Regions from separate parts of the Zea mays genome. Here region 2 is linked to region 1. The links are chromatin contacts, called in public Hi-C maps. All regions are on one chromosome and are shown on one strand. The core of a region is the stretch at or near the end of the contact, and the rest is flanking DNA. Distances in the headings are between cores, read along the strand shown. Region 1 holds the start of LOC100277443 (high chlorophyll fluorescence 153). Region 2 has its middle 80 kb from the start of LOC100277443.

Region 1 (5,981 bases), core at 1,876-4,375:
CGCGTGTTTGTGTTTGTGTGTTAGGCCAGCCGGGATCGCGACCGCCGTTGCCATCCTCGCGCATACGGCCATGGCGTACTAGCTGTATCCCAATCCCCAACTACGTACGTGCAGTATAGAAACTAGAGAAAAATGGCTGTGTACGTAGACGTAGTGGTGGAAACTTGGGGGAGAAAAAACAAGAACCGATCCATCGTCAACGACCGGCCGGGGACTTGCTGGATGGCTATGATCGTGTGGCCTGCCCAACTGGATAGTGGCCGCCTTGGAACGGCCTGCACTGCCTACAGCTCTACCTGGCTATAAATATGGCCGCGATGCCTCGGTGAATTGCATGCAGAGTGCAGTAGAACGGCATCAGTTACACTAGTAGTGCTCATCTCGCTGGTACTGCTGAGCTGACCACCGCCGATCCTTCCAAGATGGCGAGGCAGGGTGTCGTCGCTTCCATGCATGCGCTGGCATTGCTTCTCGGAGCATTCGCAGCCATTCCTACAGGTAGACTATACCTATACGTGCATGCGCATCCACCCATAATCCGTGCATGCATGCATGATTATTGACACTAATGTCCTTATTACTAAACAGGAGTCCAATCCATCGGCGTGTGCTACGGCGTGAACGGCGACAACCTGCCCCCGGCGAGCGACGTGGTGCAGCTGTACCAGTCCAACGGCATCAACCTGATGCGCATCTACTTCCCGGACGCCAACGCGCTGAACGCGCTGAGCGGCACCAGCATCGGGCTCATCATGGACGTGCCCAACACGGACCTCGCCTCGCTGGCCTCCGACCCGAGCGCGGCGGCCGCCTGGGTGCAGAGCAACGTGCAGGCGTTCCCGTCGGTCAGCTTCCGCTACATCGCCGTGGGCAACGAGGCCTCCGGCGGGGACACCGGCAGCATCCTTCCCGCCATGAAGAACCTCAACGCGGCGCTGGCCAACGCCGGCCTGGGCGGCAGCATCAAGGTGTCCACGGCGGTGCAGAGCGACGTCACCCAGGGCTTCCCGCCGTCGCAGGGCACCTTCTCGCAGGGCTACATGGCGCCCATCGCGCAGTACCTGCAGAGCACCGGCGCCCCGCTGCTGTGCAACGTCTACCCCTACTTCTCCTACATCGGCAACCCGGCCCAGATCGACCTCAGCTACGCGCTCTTCACCTCGCCGGGCACCGTCGTGCAGGACGGCAGCAACGCGTACCAGAACCTCTTCGACGCGCTCGTCGACACCTTCGTCTCCGCGCTCCAGAACGCCGGCGCCGGCAACGTCCCAGTCGTCGTGTCCGAGAGCGGCTGGCCGTCCGCCGGGGGCGACGCCGCCACCGCGGCCAACGCGCAGACCTACAACCAGAACCTCATCAACCACGTCGGCCAGGGCACGCCCAAGCGCCCTGGCCCCATCGAGACCTACATCTTCGCCATGTTCAACGAGGACCAGAAGACGGGAGCCGAGTCGGAGAGGCACTTCGGCCTCTTCAACCCGGACAAATCGCCGGCGTACCCCATCAATTTCTCCTAATTCCTAAACAAGACGCCGAGGTCCATTCCAAGACATTTATAAGGCAATACACACACATAGATATATACATACACATACATACGGGAGAAAGTAGAATAAATAAACTGCCTGCAGTAGAATGCAAAGTGTATTCATGTAAGGCAACTGCTTCGATTATTTCCTAAAGATCAATAACAAGAAGTACAATTATTTCTATATATGCTTTCAATTCCTCCTAATTTTCTCCTTTGCGAGCATGCATATTTCCAAGAGAGCCAAGACAATCGCCAAACTAAGGACGTGTTACTCGTTCTATTCCACAAATTTAGGTCATGTTTAGTTTCAATTAGTCCTAGGACTAAACTTTAGTCCCTACATGTTTGGTTTTAAGGACTAAATAGATCCTAAAGTCATTAAATACATTGTCCAAAGACTAAAATGCCCTTAGAATATACTCATAATATTAGTTATCTATAAAAAAGGTAAGGGCAACATGATAATTATGAGCTTTTAGTCTCTTTTAGCACCTATGTGAAGGACTAAAGACTAAATCATTTTAGTCTATATTTTAGTCCTAGTGTTTGGCAAAAAAGGGACTAAATGAGACTAAAAACTAGAGACTAATCTTTAATCCCTCTAACAAACACCCCCTTATTGAAATTGACTCATCCCTAGTATTATTACTAATTATTAGATTATAAAAAATAAAATAGTGATAGATGAACTTATTATATTCCACAAACTAAACAAAAAAAAAGCGAGAACTCATTCCTCAAACCATACACGCTATAATTAAACTCTCTCTCTGTGTCTCTGAGCATGAACACGGAGAAGAGAGCGTCTAATTACACTCGTCTTCTCGGCCTGTTCCTGGTGCGTGGACCGACAACGGTGGCGGGTTCCTTCTCCTCCACCGGTACCGGCGGCAGCTCTTCCTCTGCGTCCTCATCCGCTTCGTTAATGTCGTCGTCTTCCTCACCGGCGCCGTCGTCATCGGACGCCTCGTTCTCTTCCAGTATCGCCCGGTTTATCTCCATCTGCGCATGCACGGGCAGCCGCCGTTTGGCTAAGCGTTGTTAACAGTAAATTGTACGTCGCTTCAGTCGAGTTTGTGGATAACCAGATGTGCATTTTTTTTAATTCAACCCCAGGTACACAACTACAAGCAGAGTAGCGCGCGCAAGCAGCTGCTAGCAGAAGCGCACGTGTTGCGGGTACTGTCATACTGTGTTGTAGTGGTACTCTTACCGTACCTCCCTTAGGAATCGGTCGTCGAGGTCGTCGGCGACGCGAGCGGCGGTGACGAGCGTGCCGACGAAGAGGGAGAGCGGGAGCACGAAGGCGAGGATGAGCGCGTTGGTGCTGGGCGGCCCGCCGGCGCGCACCACCAAGAGGCGGCCCCGGCCCCGACCCCGCCGCCGCGCGCCGCCTGGTGGCAGCGGCCTGGCGCAGCAGCTGCTGGCTCGGACGGCGGCAGGGCGGCCGCAGCACGGCGGCGTGGCGCCGAGGCGAGGTGGCAGGCAGAGCGCACTGAGGTGGCCGCCCCGCGCCATGGCCTGCTCCTCGAAGCCTCCGGAATCGCAGGCTCCCAGCGGTCGGGGCAGCCTTATCCGGTGGCGGTGGTGCTGTTGGCAAGCACCAGGCACTGGGCAACTTGGCAATGCGCGCGCGCGCGCTTCAGTGACCTGGACCTGGACCTGGACTGATTGAGGCGGCGGATTGGGCTGGACGGGATGCCATGAAGAGGCTTTCTAGGCCCGCGTATGCCAGACACCGGTCCAAGTCCAACATAGCGTGGGAGGATTCAGCCCAGCTAAACAGCTTATCCGGTGGGCTGCCGAAGCAAAAAAATAAAAATAAAATTATATAAAAAATATGTGCCGCGGGGTTGCCAGCGGTTTCGTGTTTATGAAAATTAAAAAAGATGTCACGTCCGGAGCTCGCGACCGCGAGACTGGGCGATGACTTGGGTGGATGTGCTTTTAGCGCGACCATATCTGTGATCTGCTGGACGCGTGAATGCTGCGGTACTTATTTTCTGCGATCTGTTGGATGGCGTGGCGTGGCAGCGCAGCAACTAAAACGGGACGACCAGAGCCCTGTTAAGTAACCATAGTTAAGGTTATGTGGGCAAATACCTGTTTTGCCCCTGAGGGGTCTCACATCTCTATATAAGGAACATGTACACCCCCTCATAATACAGAGATCAGAAAGAGGCCAGAGGCCCAACCCTATATCCAGTGTCTCGTGTGTTTCCTCTGTCGTGCTTATGGGAAGGGAGACGGGTTCTCTACATCTTCTTGCGCCTCTACTTCTGACGGGAGGGAAGGGAGCGGATCTGGTGATCCGTGGTAACGTAGTTCTTAACACGTTATCAGCACGCTCTACCTCGACGTTGCTGCGGGATCAGATCTGCATCAACTCTTCGTCAAGCTGGCAGGTCTTTTGGCCTAGCCAAACTGTCCTACGCGACAGGCTTCGTTTCCGTTCGCTGATGAAGAAATGTGGTATGAAATCTCTGGTGGACGATTTACTTTTGTTGACGGTAAACAAAGCATCGTCGTGAAAATACTACGGGCAATGCGGCAAGAAGAAAACAACATCCGACGGTAGTCTTGATGGTCGCGCATCGTGTGCACCGTCCAGCACGCGTTGTCTCACTCCGCACAGCAGGCCACCAGCCCGTGCGCCCTCGTGCTTGTGACTGCGGCCTCGGCCAACGGCTTCCATATCGCGCCTGAGTTTGTGCCTGTGATGGAGGCACACCTCGCCATGGCCACGCCCGTATCGGAGGCTTGCCAGCATGGTTGTGACGGAGTCCACGCGTCTGTGGAAGGCGGCGATCTGGGCGCATCTGTGGCCAGGCAAAAGTGCCTTGGTCCGTCCGAATTTGTTTATTGGACTGGATCATCGTCTATCTGGGATCTGGCGATGCAGGTGGATAAAAATGAGACTGTTTCCACGGTCTAATCTGCATGTTTGTGCAATGCGCGATTTGTGGCCATGCACGAAGCAAGCCAACGGATGGGAGATGGCGTGGACCATTTCCTCCTCTGTACATTGAAGCGTAGGCGAGAATTATTTCTTTTCCGTGCGCATGGGCCCCACCATCTTGCATGTCCGCATGCACGCATGGACGACTGGACGTGATGCCTTATTTCCGATCTGGTCAAATAGGCTAGTTTAAGGTGCATGTGTCCAACAGGTGAATAAAACCCCCATTTATTATACGCAATTTTCCTTATATTTTATATGGATAATTTTTTTTCCTAAATTTATACAAGTTTAAATTGTATGCATGCTTTATGTAATTGTCTCTACCTTAATTAATTATTTCCTGTAGTAAATAATTACTAGAAAAATGCATGCTTACATACAAGGAAGTTGCCTTTTACACCTGATGTGTTATGCTCATGCATTAATTTTGGTGTTTATTTTTCTGCTTTTATTTATCTGGTAGATATTAGCAGAAAAATATTAAAATGCATGTAAACTCTATATTGTGCATATTTAAATCGCTCTAAATATTTATATTATGTTGAGCTTTTGGGTACTCAAACATGTCGATCAGACTTTGTTGTTAATCGGTTGAGTTATGGCATTGGCGAGCATTGGTTGCGCCCTGGCAACACGACACGTTATTTGTGTCGTACGAATTTGGCTGCGTCATGTGATTGCTATGTTGCACTCTCACTTAGTCGGACCACTCCCGTTGAGCCGGACCGCCATCACCGAGTCGCGTATTTTTTGCATGCCCTGCAGGCACGGTTCGGCCGCCATGATCAGCGAGCCACAATTACGCCTGTTGCGCACGTTGCGTGGACTTATCCTGTACCCGACTATCGATCCACAATTGCGCCTGTTGCGCTTGTTACGGAGGCTTATTCGTTATCATAGCCTTGATGGCTACACACACGTTGACGCCAGATACGCTGGAGCTTGTACTCGCATGGAATGTGGTGGATTATTCGAGCCCCTAAAGTCACAGCATAGCGCAACCCTTGTAAACAATGTTGTTTAACTCTATCTTTTATTTGATTGTTTTGTGTGGCATCATATATTTATTTATATTGCCAAGTGGCCATAACAACTATATCAAGCTCTATAGTGCTTGAATAATCTGGGAAAATTAAATTGAAATACAATGAAACACAGATAAGTTAATTCTTTGCTCTCTCCTCATGCATAAAGTTTTACCCGAAGTAACCCGAAGATATATAATATAATGCATGAAAGCCTTTTTGGCATAGAAGACATCACAAATTGGGATTCTATTAGTAAGCAAAAGGCCTTACCAAATAATTTAATACTATAAATCTCAGCCATATATTGCTCAACCAGATGTTAGCACATTGCTCTCTTTGTCGCTAAATGACATGAAGCAAACTATGAGATAAAAGGACATGTAATCGCCAGCAACACGAAGTTGCGAGTATACCGAGAGGTTATTATGAGAAAATTTTCACTATGTTGGTGTGAAAACCA
Region 2 (5,981 bases), core at 1,836-4,335, 80 kb after region 1:
CCCCGGGTGCGCGGTCGGACCCAAAACACCTACAGGTATGCCGCCGCTCAGGCCCCCCAAAGTCAGTAGGGCCCCTAGTCTGGCCCAAATAGATATATACTCTTATATATATGTATTGTATACATTTATTCTATTCAAAAAAATCCTAGCCACGGTGGTAACCGGTGGCGCCAGACACCACGCCAACAGCAGCGCGCACCCTTTGTCTTCCCTTCCCTGCTGACCGTTGTGCAAAACCCTGCACTCAAACTCTGTTCATTTACCACTTCAGCATGAAGCCAAAAAGCCAACACGTCAAATCTGCAACACCAGCAGGAAAGGATTAAAGGAAGCACTTGCCACTTACAAAAATGAGGGGTTTTCAGTTTGTCTCAACATTGCTAAGGATATTGCAAATGATATGGGTGTAAATGCATCATTTCCAGTAAAGCGTAAAGTGGTGAGAAAGAAACAATTTGATGAAAGTAGTTGCCATGAAGAAATTATAGAAAATGAGAGAGCTTTTGAAGTCAACTATTTTTTGGTATTTGTTGACATGGCGAGCACTTCTTTGAGGACCAGATTAGAGAACTCTGCATGTTTAAAGATTTATTTGGGGTTTTATTGAGCTCAAGCACACTAAGGTCACTAAATGATAGAGAACTTGAAGAGTGCTGCACTAAATTTGCAAACACTTTCTCTCATGATGGTTCATGTGATGTTGAGTTAAATGATTTGATTTCTGAATTGAAGATTCTAAATAAGATTACTTTGCCTAGTGGCACATTGTCTGCTATGGAGATTTTTAAGCATATCAGAGATGTGGATTGTTATCCTAATGACTCTATTGTTTATAGAATATTATTTATTGTGCCTCTTACTGTTGCATCTGCTGAAAGAAGCTTCTCAAAATTGAAGTTACTGAAGAATTATTTAAGATCAACAATGAGTCAAGAAAGGTTGAATGGTTTGGTGACTTTATGCATCGAGAAGAAGCTATTGGATGATATCGATTTCAATAGTATAATCGATGATTTTGTATAAAAAAATGTTAGAAGAAATTTTATAAGATGAAAAGTGACAAGTAAGTTATATGCAGTTTCTTTACTGATATATGTTTAGTAGATGTGTAGATGATACATACATATATAGTTATATGGGGTCTCTATATAATTTTTTGCTTAGGGCCCCCGAAATGTCAAGACCAGTCCTCCTGCGCACGGTCACTCACCTAGTATATATATAATAAAATAATAATATATAGGATACTAAACAAAAATTTTACTATATTTTTATAGTATAAGAGTATTTTTTATGTTGTAGATGTGTCTGATTTTCCCTACAGTTTTTAGCAAAATTTAGAGCTAGTTTGGAACTTAAATCTCTCCTGGATTCCCGGAGATTGAGTGGAAAATTAACTCATTTTCCCACTCAATTGTCGGGAATCTCATAGGGGATTTAAGTTTCCATACTAACTCTTAGGATATTTGTAAGTCTTCCGTGCCTATATTTTAAAACCAAATGAGCATATAGAGAGGGAACGCGCGCTAGAGAGAGACATAGACATAGATAGGTAGAGGAATATCCGATCCGCCGAGTGATCTTTTACTGTAGCTTGCTCCTGTACGTGCTATACATGCGCATATGTCGCTACGTATTGCGTACACACACGTGGTAATGTGTATACGTACAGAGAGAGGAGCAAGCAAGCCAGATCGTGAGTTCGTTACGTTGTTCTAGCAGGCAGGCAGGCAGGCATGTCGCCGTCGAGAGACGGGCCACCCGAGGCCCAAGTGGTTGTTGGTAAAGGCTTTTGTTTTTGTTTCGGTCGATCGTCGTTGCGTTGAGTGCAGGTTGTTGTTGTTGTTGTTTTCCTTGACAAGATGTGGGTGTTGTTGGTTGATGGAGCAGTGACCAACAAGACCCAGTGGCGTGGTGCCAAGCATGCATGGTGTGTGTATTGTATGCATATATATGGGTTGCATGCATGGCCCGTCCCCCAGGCCCCAGCCCCACACACCAGTCACCACCACAGCTTGCCACTCCTACTAGTATATACCTACTAGCTAGCTGGACGATGGCTTGGCCATGGCCATCGATCGACCGGTTCGTCGATGTGCCCATGCTTCGTTCCGAGAGCACGACATATACAGAAAGTTGGTACCTGCCGCGCGGCCTCAGCTTTTGGTTGTTCCCGCCTGGCCCGGCTCATGCTGCCTTTTGCTTGCTTGCATGCATGCACGGGCTGGTGGGCACATTGGAACAGAAGGGCTGATCGAGCTTTCTTTCCACTGCTCACTGCTGTGGCGTGGCGTCCTCTCTTGTGTGGTCGCGCCGCGCGCCTCCTGCACGATGCGTGCTAGGACGCCGGGACTAATGCATGCTACGACAGCTAGACTCAGACGAGCCATATATATACGACATTGTTGTACTCACGTTGGATGCGATGCGTCGACGACCTTGGTCGTATCGTGGCGGGCATATACACGTTCTGAACACGCGTACGTACGTACGGCTAGCTACCATACACATGCACATGCATGGATGCATATAATGCAGCATACCTATCCAATCAAATTAAACCAATTGACGCGGTACATGTCAACTTCTGGCTGCCGGCAGATCGAGCTAGTAGGTAGAGCTGGCCGGCGGCCCCAACTCAAGCAATGCAAGGAAGAAGAGAAGAAAGGTGGTGGCAGGCCGACACTGGAGTCTTGCAAGTAGCCCTGCCAGACCAGCCGCGCGCGCGCTTGCTGATCGCGATCTGCATGCGTGGCTCGCTCTTTTTCCTCAAGCGGCGCGGCGGCATGCATGGTCCTGAATGGCTGAATACAAGGGCCGGGCCGGCCGATCCATGCATGCATCAATGTCTGTCCTGCGCCGCGCCGGTGAGCTAGGGCCGGCCGGCCAGGGGGCGCACGACGCGCGGTCGCGGGATTGATGGATCGACCGTCCGTGGACTGGCCGGCGCCGCCGTGCACGGACGGGCTGTATATTATATGACTTGCGTGAATGAGACGAGAATGAGAGTACACTCATCATGCATGCGCTTTCATACGTAACAGTACATTGGATGCTCAAACGCTCTACACGTGTGGGCCGGTGCATCGGGTACGTACTCGGTGCAGTGCACATATATATACGTGTGTGCAGTGGTGGCCCTAAGGGTGGGGCAGAGGGGCAATCGCCCGGGGTCCCCAAATTCATAGGGCCTAATTTTAGTTATGTGATCCAATAGTCCATCAATAAATTAATGAATATCTAAACATGTTAGAAGAAAATTTTAAGGTGATACTATAATATATATATCCTTTTATTTAATTATTATTTGATATAAATATTTTTAAATGTATTTTAAGTGTTTGATTAGTAACATTTATATATTAAAAATAATTTGAATGGCTTATATTTGAAACTTTGTCCCGGGCCCCTAAAATGTTAAGACCGCCACTGCGTGTGTGTCGGGGCCAGGGCCGGGGCCGGGGCCTTGGTTGCTGTCTGTAGTAGTTCATGTAGGTGTGTGTTCTTGTGTGGGGCTGGCATGCAAATGGTTTGGTGCCCGACGGTCGAGGCGATCCATGTCCTTATGGCCATGGTATACAGTACAGTATGGCTGTAAAGCCGACGACAAAAGCCTCGCATCGGGCAGAGGACGACAAAGAGCTGGCCTGTACCTGTACTGTACGTACTTGCTGTTGCTGGCCGGCCGGGCCGAAACCACGTCCATCCACCATCTCCATTCCCCCCGTCGCCCCCGCGGCCTGCCACGCTACCAGGTCCAGCTGCCAGCGCCAGCGGCCAGCTCACCACCTTCTTCCCCTCACTTTTCAGTTTTCACCATTCACCGGCGGACTCCCTTGGCCCTCGGGCTGCCTGCCTGTCTAGTGTCTACTACAGGAGTGACTAGCAGTGCGAGAGGCCGAGAGCAGTGCTCGTGCTCTGAGCACCACGTACACGTACAGTAGTGGCACGTGCCAATGCCAGCTGCCATCGATCTTGAGCCGTGTGTTTTCCAGCAAGGATTCCGGCAGGCTCCAGGCGAGACCAGAGTACCAGACCACCACATGCGATGCAAGCCGGCTTGGGAGTGCGCGCCCGCGTAGACACGGAAGGGGGGAAGGGGGATCCCAGTTCGAGGTTCCTGTCTCCCCGGCCCCGCAAGCCCAACAAATGGCCGAATACATACCATGCGCCACGTGGAGCGGTGGTGCGGCACAGCTGGATCCCTGGCGACGAGACGAAGACGAGACCGTCCGTCTTGAGTCTTGACCGCCTACTGTACTGTACTTGGGCTGCGTGCGAGCTTGCAGCCTGCACGCAGCTGCCGCCTGCCTGCCTGTCTGTCTTTCTTTCTGTACTCTGCCTCTGCCTCTGCCTCAACCGCTCGACCGAACGCCACAGTGACACTGGCAGCACGGACGCGCCAGGACGAACGGACACCCAACACATGCAGTGTGGTCCGGCCGTACGTTTGTTTGTTACTGTTGCGATCCCGATCGTCCAGGGCAACGACGACACGCCGACGACTTTCGGCATCCATCCGATCCGACCCCTGCCTCTGCGAGCTGTAATTAAACTCCTCGGCGGTAGTACGGTGCACCGGCCGCCCCCGACCCCAATTCCCGCACGCGGCCGACGGTTTCCGGGCAGGGCAGAACAGGAGCCGCCGCATGCACCATCCATCCCCATCCTAGCCGTAGCCGCCGCTCTCGGTCTTGGCTCGCCCTCCCAACGACCTGCCGCTGTTCCTCCTGGCTGCCTGTTGCCTGCCCGCCAGGCTCCAGGAGACGAGGCCACGCTCCTCCACCACCCCTTCCACGTGCTCCCCTCCTTTCCTCTCCTCTCCTCTGCGTGGACTGGACACTGGGCTGCCCTGCGCAACTCCCTCCTGGACGTACCTTAAAACCCTACCCTTTTCCCCTGCTGCTCGTGTTGACCACTACCGCCTGTTCCCAGCAGGTCACTCCCTCACTCAGACACTCATCTTTCTTTGCCTGATCCGGCCGTTACCTCTTGCTACTTCCTTTCCCTTTTTTTCGGCCCCAATGCGAACGAACGGCTCCCATTCCCTTCTTTTTGTAGACAGACAGACACAGAGAGAGAGAGAGTTTTCGCGCCGTTGCGTGACGGCTGACGGGGTGTGAGGCGCCGATTGTTCTTTCGCGCGGTAGGATTACACGCGCCAATCAATCATCCGCGTGTGCAATACTACTATTACTACTACCAGTAATAAACAGGCAGGAAAAGCCAACGCACCTGCCTGCATGGCCTCCTGGCTGCTGCTCAAATTTCTGCCGGCGCCACTTCGGCGTGGAGGATGAGGAGGGACTAGGGAGTGTTACAAAAATATTACATATGCGATCAATCCAAGGGGTGAGACAGTTTTTTCCAAGGGACACACCTCTTGGGATACATCCCTTCACTTGTATATAAGTGTAATGATCTGTGGAATACAAACAGTTCTGTCATTTGTTTCTCTCTCAATCTCGTTAACACTGAGTATACTTCAACACGTTATCAGCACCTTTGCTCTCCACCGAGCGGTTCTGCCCGGGCATCCATCGAGCGGTTTCTCCATCACCGTCTGCACAGGCGCTCGTACTCTTCGTCGCTAGCGTCGCAGATGGCCGTTGTTGCTGATCATGGCACGTCTTCACGAAGGGCGGGATGACAAGTGAGTTTACTGTTCTTGTACTGCCATGGTTGCGAAGCCCACGCTCGGGGAGCGTCCGCGGCCTCGCCCAAGCCGGGCTGCGCCCGCGCCTGCGCCTATGCCTGTTCCTACGCCTGGCGGGGCTATGCCGAGTCGCGCCATGGCCGAGGCCGCGCTCGCCGGGTCTGCACACTCGTGCTCCAGCGTCGGGCGGCCGCGCCAGCACCGCACCGAGCCACAGGGGCCGTGCCCGCGCCCGTTGGCAGGGGTTGCGCGCCGTCAGGCCTCGCCCGCGCGCGTCGAGGGACGTGAACCCCGGCGTCGTCGAGCAGCCGTGCCGCCGGGGGCG

What was found. A called contact is a pair of places that touch in the nucleus more often than the background predicts.
Region 2: a Hi-C map of leaf shows a contact between it and region 1, with 4 times the contacts expected there. The contact joins the enhancer-like site here to the promoter of LOC100277443 in region 1. A contact is called at or near these places in 5 of 25 Hi-C or Micro-C datasets (ear, endosperm, leaf and 1 more).

The regions. Positions count from the first base shown.
Region 1 is chr3:154,099,053-154,105,033 of Zm-B73-REFERENCE-NAM-5.0, forward strand. It overlaps LOC100277443 (high chlorophyll fluorescence 153), which reads right to left and starts at 3,126. Exons shown (of 2, transcript NM_001151004.2): 1 at 2,750-3,126; 2 at 2,151-2,533. The coding sequence starts at 3,049. The coding sequence ends at 2,342. LOC100037765 (glucan endo-1,3-beta-glucosidase homolog 1) reads left to right here and starts at 359. Exons shown (of 2, transcript NM_001112264.2): 1 at 359-498; 2 at 589-1,698. The coding sequence starts at 423. The coding sequence ends at 1,517.
Region 2 is chr3:154,179,051-154,185,031 of Zm-B73-REFERENCE-NAM-5.0, forward strand. No RefSeq gene overlaps it. Among protein-coding and RNA genes, the nearest start is that of LOC100277443, 80 kb to the left of the region's middle. Within about 2 kb of position 3,086, at least 20 of the 20 cell types and tissues checked have an H3K27ac peak or open chromatin away from gene starts, as enhancers often do. A contact at or near this core is called in ear, endosperm, leaf and 1 more, where this site is marked.